Linked DNA regions of Mus musculus: region 2 is linked to region 1. The links are chromatin contacts, called in public HiChIP or PLAC-seq maps. All regions are on one chromosome and are shown on one strand. Each heading gives the region's core, a stretch centred on a gene start, on an enhancer-like site or on the middle of the called end of the contact. The rest is flanking DNA. Distances are from core to core; before and after follow the strand shown.

What was found. HiChIP or PLAC-seq counts read pairs in DNA pulled down with a chosen protein or histone mark.
Region 2: an H3K27ac HiChIP or PLAC-seq map of microglia shows a contact between it and region 1, with 4 times the contacts expected there. The contact joins two enhancer-like sites. A contact is called at or near these places in 1 of 115 datasets of contacts at active chromatin or transcription factors (microglia) and 1 of 9 other capture datasets (adipose tissue).

What each region holds. Positions count from the first base shown.
Region 1 is chr12:25,052,573-25,057,419 of GRCm38.p6, reverse strand. Kidins220 (kinase D-interacting substrate 220) reads right to left here. Exons shown (of 32, transcript NM_001081378.1): 30 at 4,525-4,623; 31 at 3,386-3,622; 32 at 1-838. Among named protein-coding and RNA genes, the nearest start is that of Id2, 41 kb to the left of the region's middle. Within about 2 kb of position 2,654, at least 79 of the 459 cell types and tissues checked have an H3K27ac peak or open chromatin away from gene starts, as enhancers often do. A contact at or near this core is called in microglia, where this site is marked.
Region 2 is chr12:25,396,207-25,401,053 of GRCm38.p6, reverse strand. It overlaps Gm36723 (a long non-coding RNA gene), which reads right to left. Exons shown (of 12, transcript XR_001780577.2): 8 at 3,936-4,126; 9 at 2,301-2,376. Among named protein-coding and RNA genes, the nearest start is that of Gm36723, 43 kb to the right of the region's middle. Within about 2 kb of position 2,118, at least 26 of the 459 cell types and tissues checked have an H3K27ac peak or open chromatin away from gene starts, as enhancers often do. A contact at or near this core is called in microglia, where this site is marked.

The sequences.
Region 1 (4,847 bases), core at 1,405-3,904:
TGTGTGGCATCCCTCGCTTCCCACTGTGGCCCTCATCTTCAAGCTCGATGAGATTCGCCTTTTCCAGCTGGGAGTCATCCGCTGCCTCATTGTGGAGAGAGTGGTTGGGAGAACTCTCATTGGACCTCACTCCCGAATCGGAGGAATCTTTCTTGTCGAGGAGGGCGTCCGACAAATACTCTTTTGCTTTGATGAATGTTCTGATAGGCTCGACGCTGTGCTCTGGAGACTTAGCCACTCTCTCTGCTTTGCCTTCGGCCTTTTTATCCTTATCATCTTTGAGCAGTGGGGTATTATCTGACTCTTCTGTCCCAGACTCATCTTCATCACTGGGCAGTTTCTGGTAGCGCAGACCACTTCCCTTAAGCTTCAAGTCTGTCTGGAAGAGACTAGGCCGTTCTGAAGACTTCTTGCCTGGGAGCAGCTTACTACCTGACTGGTCGGATTTCTCATCTTCCTCAGTAATGGGGTCCAGGGGTGAGGCCTCATTAGTGGACACCCCTGATGAGGAGTAATCTAGGACATCCCCCCTCTTCATTAAAAATGACTTCCGCCCCTCCTCCTGCTTTAGCTCATTCTCCTTCCCCCTTTCTTGTTCTAGATTAGAATGAATGGAGCCCCCTGAAGAACTCTGACCTATGTAGTATGTGCTGTGTGGAGAAGATCTGCCGCTTATTGTTGACGACCCTGTGCCCCCTTCTAACTGGGACATCTGAGCAATGTACTCTCTATAGGCATCTCTATACTCGGCCTGCACCTTATCAGTAAGCTTTGAAATTTCAATACTGGAGTCCTGGGAATTGAGACTCGAGAGACTTGGGGTTCTGCGAGTTTGTGACTGTGAAGACAGAAAAAAAAAATTTAAGAATTCAAATAAGAAGGGGAAATACATAATAAACATCAGCTTAGGAAACACATATGTATACTAATAATGTAAAAGTTATCACAATTCTAGGGTCTTAAAAAATCGACCTAACAGTTTAACAAAAGCTATGAGTTCATGAATAATTCTGTAATTAGCTTAGAAATTTTTAGCAACATTAATTTACTGTTTATATTTAAAAGAACAATTTCAGGTTGTAGAAGTCATCTGAGCATTTGTGTTTAGTAATTTCAAGTTGTTTTATTTAAGGTAAAAGCACCTTCTAGAAAGAATTCCTCTTAGAAGAGATAAAGAAGAAACAAAGACAGACTGCAAAAACAAAACAAAGTCTTTAAGGTACAATAAAGGAACCTGTCTCAAATTATTTGACAAAATTGGAAGTTCCTGTCCAATTTTAATTCAGAGAAAGAAATGTTCTTAAAATGGGGGGTGGGGGGATAACACAGATTTGCAATGAACCTCAACAGAAGCTGTGGGTTCGCTGGACCCCAGGGAAATCAGGACGGGAGACTTAAGTTCAGTTTCTAGTACTGGGCTTTAAGGGACCAGCTGCTTTAGACTGTAGAAACGCTAACAAATGAACAATTAAAAGTACAGATTAGAAAAAAGAAACAGGGGAAGAAAGAAGCAGCGTCAAGAGAGTTTACAATCAGACCACAGGAAAGGCTAGAACCCAGGCACAGAGAGAGGCGAGACCATCTTTTCTCTGGAAAGGAGACAGCATCTGTCTCCTTGAAGAGGTCCCACAGGATGCTGTCAGACTAGAGGAGTGATACCTCCCCCACCCACTAATGCAGCTCTCCTCAAAGGCTGTGGGGCCCCTGTACAGGGGACCCATGTGTCCTGAACTGCACTCTGCAGGACATGATGGTGGTCTGTGCCTTCTCTCCTTCATTCACGGAGTGCCCAGAGCTACATGTATGTGTGTTGTCTCAGGAGATGTGAGGGAAGGAGCAACTGGGGACCCAGCAGTCTTCTATGAAGACAATCATAAAGATATGTTAAAACATTCCCATTCCCACTGGACGGTTTTGTTTGAAAAAGTAGCATTTTTTATAAAAATATTATTTATGCTAGTATATAATTACTTAAAATATTTAGAAACATTTTCAGGTTCTATTTAGCTATTTATAGTAACTTACATATGCAAAAGTTTTCTGGGCCCTGATAATTTTTATTACGTGTGTGTGTGTGTGTGTGTGTGTGTGTGTGTGTGTGTGTGTGTAGGTGAGAGGACAACTTTGAGGAGTTGGTTTTTTTTCCTTAAAGCATGTGGGTCCCAGGGATGGATCACACTCAGGTCACTGGGTTGTAGGAGCATCTTTATTGCTGAGTCATCTTGCCAGCCCAGAGACCTGCCTAAGGCTAAGAACAAAGGCTAAGCTCAAAGGGCTGTGAGAGCCGCAGGCAGGCAGGCAGGCAGTGAGGATGGAAGGGTACAGGAGGAAGCACCTGCAGGGGAGTAAGGAGGAGCAGTTTCTCAGAAAGCTGGAAAGGAAAGGAACTACGTCTGTCGGAACAAAGACACCAAAGGACCAAGTATGAACTGAGCACACTGTAAAGCAATTCTTACAATAGTCAGTATTTAATAATAATAAAAAATGACTTCTTCACTTAAGGCACACAGTATGGAGAAAATTAAAAATATTTTCACTGCCAGACAAAAGCCCTCCCAGGAGCACCCGCCAGGCTTGGTCTTCCCCTCCGTCCAGAGCACAGCTTCCTTGCTGTTACTTCCTCACTGCTCCTCTGCACACTGCTCTGGTTCTCCCCCTCCTTCTTCCTCTTCCCTCCTCCTCACGCATACCCCACTTGTACTTCTGCTTCTGACGCCTGCACACCTCTAAGAATATCCCCACAGAAGACGTGGTACAGGCCTGTGGTCCTACCACACAGGCTGCTGCTGAGGCAGGGGAATCTCTTGAGCCCTGGGGTTGAAGGCCAGCCTGAGCAACATGAGAGAAAGAATAAGTGGGATGCGTAGTGCGTGCTCCTATGTATGTGACTTGGGGAACCAAACTGAAGGTGTCAGTAGGACAGCAGGAAGCTAGTCTTCCATACAGGTGCACTTTGGCTGGTAATTACCATATCCCACAGGAAAATACCAAAAGAAAGGAAAGTTTGCAACCACCCTAACACAGCCCCATCCTCACTCTATGTAGACAAGGCTGGACTCGAACTCAGAGATCCTCCTGCCTCTGCCTCCGGAGTGCTGGGATCAAAGGCGTGCACCATCAGGCCCAGCCCCCCATTCTTACTCTCCTACCATTGTCTTCTGGGACTGCTTTCACTCTTCCTGTCAATTCTGAATAACTTAACTTCCTCTGTATTTTGCTTCTGTATTTCTTCCCCTTCAAAATAAACCCAACTCCTTCAGTAGATGGCCCTTGCTCTTGCCCAGCTGGGTTCTCAAGCAACACTGCCTGAATGAGTGTTTTAATGCACCAGAATATCTGCAGTCTTTATTCTCCAATTATATGAAAAATGACACAAAATAAATACCTGCCAACTCAGATTACTGTGCCGTGGGGCTCCCTCGTCTAGGCCAAGCGTGTTCAGTTCTTCAAAGCTGAAGTTCAGGGTGTAGGGAGTCTGGCTGGAAAGCTCCGTGTGGGGCAGTTCACTGTGAGAAGTGCGGCGAGCAGATTCCCCATGAGCAACGGGGGCACTGGAGTTTTCATTGAGAAAACGTGGGTCTTCGGGGACCACCTGGTTTTCCACACTTCTCATTTCTAAGACCTTGGGAGAAGAAGAATCATTGTTTGCATCGTCAAACCCCATTACAGAGGCTTCAGAGAGCGCTAAAGTACAGGACAGTACTGTTCCTGCAAGAGGGTCAAGAAAGCACACTGCCCACTGCGATGGTCCAGTGACGTTATGCCAAATCTTACCTTAATCCTATTAACAATGCTAAGAGAAGTATCCGCATTTAGTGTACAACTTTTAAAACTTAAAAACCAAAATTCAAGTGGAGTGTGTAAAGAAAGCCAGAGCCAAGCAGAAAGCATTGAGACTTACAATGATAGGGACGCTGACCTCAGTATAGAACAATTCTACTCCAAAACAGCACCAAGTGGATGCTTAAGAGTCAGGGAGCGTGGGGCGGGGAAGGTCAGCTTTCAAGAGATTCTGGGTAAACCAATTTGACAAGATTTCTGAAGACAAGCCGGGTGATGAGACCTCAGCTGGGAGTGGACAGAAGATAAGAGGAAACCAGAGGAGCACCAAGGGCGTGCTCGGGTTCAAGCTGGGCTCTTTCTAAAGTGGCTCCTGTGTATTGTTGCCTAACACAGAGCACCGGACAAGGACAGACACTGAAGGTGGAGGCCTAGGGGCTTGGGGCCCATGGCTTGATCAAGGAGAACATGTTTTATTAAATAAAAGTATGGGAAACCAGTGAATTGCTTCTTCCTCAGAAAAGACAAGATTCCACATGCTGTTGCAACTATTCCCCGTAATACTGGGTTGACTATAAGTTTACTCAATTAAAAAACACACAAAATGCAAACGTTTTTAAAATTAATATGGAAAATGTATCACTTCTGGCCAGTACTTCTTCGTACTGGGTTTCTACAATGTTGCAGACTACTTTACACAGTAGGATAAAGGGCTGTAGTAAGGTAACGTGGCAAAAACCTTACCATGCTTCTAAAAAGATGCCAGTCTCCAAAGTTCATAGCCATCTCTTTCTTCAGCTCATCAATATTACACTGAGCCAATACCCGGCCATTTATGTTTGCCTGAGTGAAAACAGAAACAAAATCTAGAGTGCTCTGAATCACCAGTGGTTACAGGACCGCTTCTACCCCGTTTGCAGAGCGGCTGCGCTCAGAGCGGCCATCTCTCTCCATGCAATATAATGAGTTGGGTATCCCGGGCCACACCAACCACTTGACATTTTCCTAAGTGTCAAGCATTTCAGTGAAACAAACCACACTTCAAGACCAATGAGACTCTCAAATGT
Region 2 (4,847 bases), core at 869-3,368, 340 kb before region 1:
CAGTTTGGGGTCACTTTTCATTTCAGCTTTGGGACCAGACTCTCTGACCATCCCTGCTGCCATCAACATGGCCTTGTGACTTAAAAAAGTCACATTTACCAGGAGGATGGTTGGTGAAAAGGAACCTTTAGTTTACCTCATGATTCTGTCACGTGCACACCCTACACACACAGCCATGCAAGATCAACCCAAAATATTCAGGACCAATTTGATTGAGAAAGCTCACCTACTACAAGCTCACAGAGCCCACTGCCCTAGCTCTTGGGATCTAGTATGGTGTCCCTACACTCCGGCTTCCCCTTCACCATGTCAGTGAGGGATTGTTTGGAGAAGAGGAAAAAAAAAAAAAAACTTCTCAACTCCTGTCAGAACATAAGCATTTTTGGAACAGTTTCGTCCTTTTTAAGACTTGGAGTGAGTGAGAAGCTTTTAGAAAAGCTAAAAATATCTGTTAAACAAGAAGAGAACACCCGCCAGTCCACTATTCCTTCTGAGCAAAAGGCTCGCCAACCTGGGTGTGAAGTCCTCTGCTGGGACTCAAGGACCTTGAGGGAGAGGTGTCAGCTGTTCAACAGCTTAGGAACAAAGGTAAAAGGAGGTGAAGTTGGAGGTAAAGATAACAGAAAGCTTGGGAGTGGCTGCCACATCACATACGCTAATGGCCTATGAAATTCACCCTATGCGAATTCCTCCTGCTATAACCAAGAAGGCCAAGACAAGAACAGACTGAGACACTTGTCCAGAGTCACTACACAGAGAACTGCACCCAGGGGAAGGAAGACCAGGCTACGCTCCTCTGTGGGTCTCACCATCATACTGGTGTACCCACAGCCCTCAGAGTATTTAGGAGAAGGAGGGGAAGAAGTAGTCCTAGATCATGGTTCTGATCTCAGGCAACCTAAATGGACCTACAGTCAAAAATCTGACTTCCAGGGATCACAAGGGCAGATTCTTTCAAACACGTGAGGTCTTCCTCTGGCCTCAGCATGGCTACACATAGGCATGAGCAGCCTTGAATATGCACATATATGAACATGCAATATGCATGCACATACACACACACACGGACATTCACACACTTTCACAGGCATGCCCTAAAATGATGTTTTATCATTTATCTGTCCATCCTCTAGTCTAACCATCATATCCTATTATCATTTCAACTCTAAGTATTAGCAGAAGCCTAGGAGCACCTGAATGACTGCCCAACATTGCTCCAAGGTGACAGAAACATTTGGAAATGGTGCTTCGGGTCTGGGAAAATAGCAAAACAGAGAGGTAAGAGGAAAAAGTCATTGAATTCAGCAACAGCCCATGTGCCCTCACTGACAGAGCTTATCACATTTAAGTTCCTCATGACAGATTGGTTCATGAACCATTCACCAAGTATACAGAGAGAGAGAGAGAGAGAGAGAGAGAGAGAGAGAGAGAGAGAGAGAGAGAGAGCTTAATCCCTGTATCATTGGCTACCACTGGTTTTCTAAGAAGCTTAACAGGGCATGCTCTGACTTCAACAATGACCCACTAATAGCTTTACATTTCTCCACAGTATTATAAGCTCCTATCTCCTAATGAAATCAAGAAATCAAGGAGACAGCAGACAGCAGGCGAGTGAGCAAACACGGAACAGATCCAAGGACACCCTGGGACCCTCTGAGCTACAAATAGTCACCTGCGAGCATTGATCAAACCTTAACTTCCACCTGGGAAAACAGAGTTGCTTCTCTCTGGGTGAAGCAAACTTCTTTCCCACTGTACTTGAAAAAGCATGACATGCCCAATATAGCTGTGATCTTGTCGAGGTCGATCATGTTCTCCTTTGTAGGGAGGGTGACTGTCAGCTTATAGCATCTGATGTCCAGGTCCTTCCCAAGGGTGTTCATATGAGCAGTCCTCCAAGGGAGAGGTTCAATGTTAGTTAATGCTAGATTTGCCCTGATAGTATGTGGCTTTTTTTTTCATGTCTGTCCTTCTAGGCTACACTTTAACTTCTGGGTATTGAGGCATTTGTGTTTTCCCAATTTCCTTAGCCATATGACACATCTGGTGAGGGCTGCTAGCCACCGCCTTTTGTTTAAACTCCCTGGGTAGCTGCTTGCTACTTTGAACGTAAACAACAAAGGTTTGTAATATGGCCCTATCTACTTCCCCTGTCCAGTTCCCCTTTCACCCCAGCTGCATGTTATACTGTCCACTTCCATCAGCATGAGACCTGGCTAACTGACATTCGCTTCTGCCCCTACACCAGGGCAGCTCCCTATGTTGTCTCCCAGCCCACTGCCCCTATCTCTCACACTCACCCTTTCACCATTCTCAACATCCATAGCTTCTCGTTGGCTTTATCTTCTGTACTGGACATCCAAGTGAACCATAGACCTGTAGACAGATAAGATATAGATACAGATTTGGGTTCTAATATAGATAGTGATTAAAACCTTAATAGCCCTTAGTGGTCCCTTTTGTAAAATTTGGCTAGAGAAGAAAATGGGACCAGGGGCCAAGGGCCAAGTCTCAAATGTTCCAAAAATTGACAGAATAAAAAAAAAAAAGCTGTCTGAAAAATGAACCATCAAAGAATGTAGACACACTCTCATCCTCAAAGCTTGTCACTGTGTTATTTCATAGGGCAAAGGGACTTTGTAAACTCATTGAAATTAGGGATGCTGAGACATGCATGGTAGCATAATCCTAGAGCCCTGGCATCATGGGAATAGAGTCTGAGGCAGGAGGATCCCAGGTTCAAGTTCTCTGTGGGTTACAGAGTAAGTTCAAGGCCAACTGGGCAACTAAATAAAGAACTTGCCTTGAAATAAAAATAGAAGCTGGTGGCTGGGGATACAGGCCAGTGATGAGGTACTTGCTGAGCATTGATGAGGCCCTGGGTTCAATATCCAGTTCTATAAAATAAATAATAAGTAAATGAAATTCAGGGTAAGGATATGGAGATATATATGGGTTTCTATGTGGGGTTCAAAATAAGGGCACTACTCTGAAATCTCCTGAAATGTGAGCCAAGATAAACCCATCTCTCCCAAGTTGCTTCATTTAATAGTCTGGTCATAATGGCATAAAAGTAATATAGTCAGGGTGAGCAGAAAATAATGACAAAGGCAACATGGAGACTTGAGTGTCATGAACAGAATGACAACAAGGTGAGCAGAAGCAGCAATGAGAGGGGTGAGATGTTGAGTCTATATGGAGCCCTGATATGAGGATTGACAATCCTACAGAATTAACACCTATAGCACACTCAGGCTACTCTGGGACAGTGTCAAAACACTTTAAACTTATTTTTTAAATTAACAGTATTTTTAGAGTCAATATAAAACATGGTCATCAGCTGTATAAAATTTGCTATGATTTCTTATGCTTTGGAGATTCCCTTTATTTAGATGTTGAACCATATTCAATTCCCCTCATCCTGCATAGCTGATCATATGCTTCTTGGGGGTAGGGTACCATTTTCGCTGCCTCCTCAACTTAATGAACTATTTTACAAGCTGGAAAATGTGATTAGTTTATTTATATTTAAGCAAAGAGTGTCACAAAAACTCAATAACTTACTCCCAGAAGTTTTGCATCATTGATGACAGATGGGGGAGGGAGGGTCGGCAACTTAATCTGATTTTATTCATCATAAATATTCAAATCATGTATATTTGTTCCATAAAACAGTTGTTTAAATGGCTTTAATTTATTTTCAATTTTATTGTCTCAACTGTATTGTGCAAGGCAATTGTTGAAATAGTTTGGTAACATCTGATAAATGTTGGTCTCTCTCTCTCTCTCTCTCTCTGCATGTGTGTGTGTGTGTGTGTGTGTGTGTGTGTGTGTGTGTGTGTGTGTGTGTGTGTGTGTCCATCCTTCTCAACTAAACCTCCTGGAGTGTCAATACTTTCCTAGCTTAGTTTCTGCTGCTGTGATTAAACACTGACCAAAGGCAAGTTGGAGGAAAAAGGATTTCTTTCATCTTGTAGCTTCTAGTCTTCTATGATGGGACATTGTGGCAAGAATTCCAGGCAGGAACCTACAGGCAGGAAGGTGAAGCAGAGGTGACAGAGGAAGGCTGCTTAGTAGCTTGCTTCTCCTTGCTTGTTCAGCTTGCTTTCTTATACAATCCAGGTCCCTGGGGTGACAATGCTCACATTAGGCTGGGTCCTCCAACATCAAACATTAATCAATACATTACCCCCATAGACTCACTTATAGGCCAATCTGATGGAGGCAATTCAGTCAGCTGAGGTTCCCTGGGTGACTCTGGTTCATGTCAAGGTGACAAACACTGACCTCTTGGTCAGTGCATCCATCATGTTGTCCATCCTCACCATTTAAAGTGGCTGTTATCATGAAACCTACTCCTAGCAGAGTCCGTGTACAGAGAGGCTAAATCTCAACATTATCAATAATTGGGAAGGGGGGGACTAACAACTTGCCTCTGGTAATTCTATATCATCATATGCAAGGCTAAGTACTCATAATAAACACTGTACACATCTAATAACTTGGAGATTTATTTTGATTCTTGAAATGAGGACTTAACAGATCACAGTCTAAGAGGACACCAGAAGCAGAAGTGAAGAGTTGCCTGAGGTCACTGTTGTCTCTCAAGAATGACTGGGAACCTGGTATTTTGAGAAAATAAAACACTTATTTATTGTTTGTGTATGTGTGGGAACACTTGAGTATCAGAGTGCATATGTGGAAATCAAAAGACAACTTTCAGGAGTCATTTGTCTCCTTCCACAGTGTGGGTCCCGTCAGGCTTGGAAACACTCACCTTTACCTTCCATGTTCATGGATGTAGTCACAGACTATGACTATGACTATGACTATGACTATGACTGACA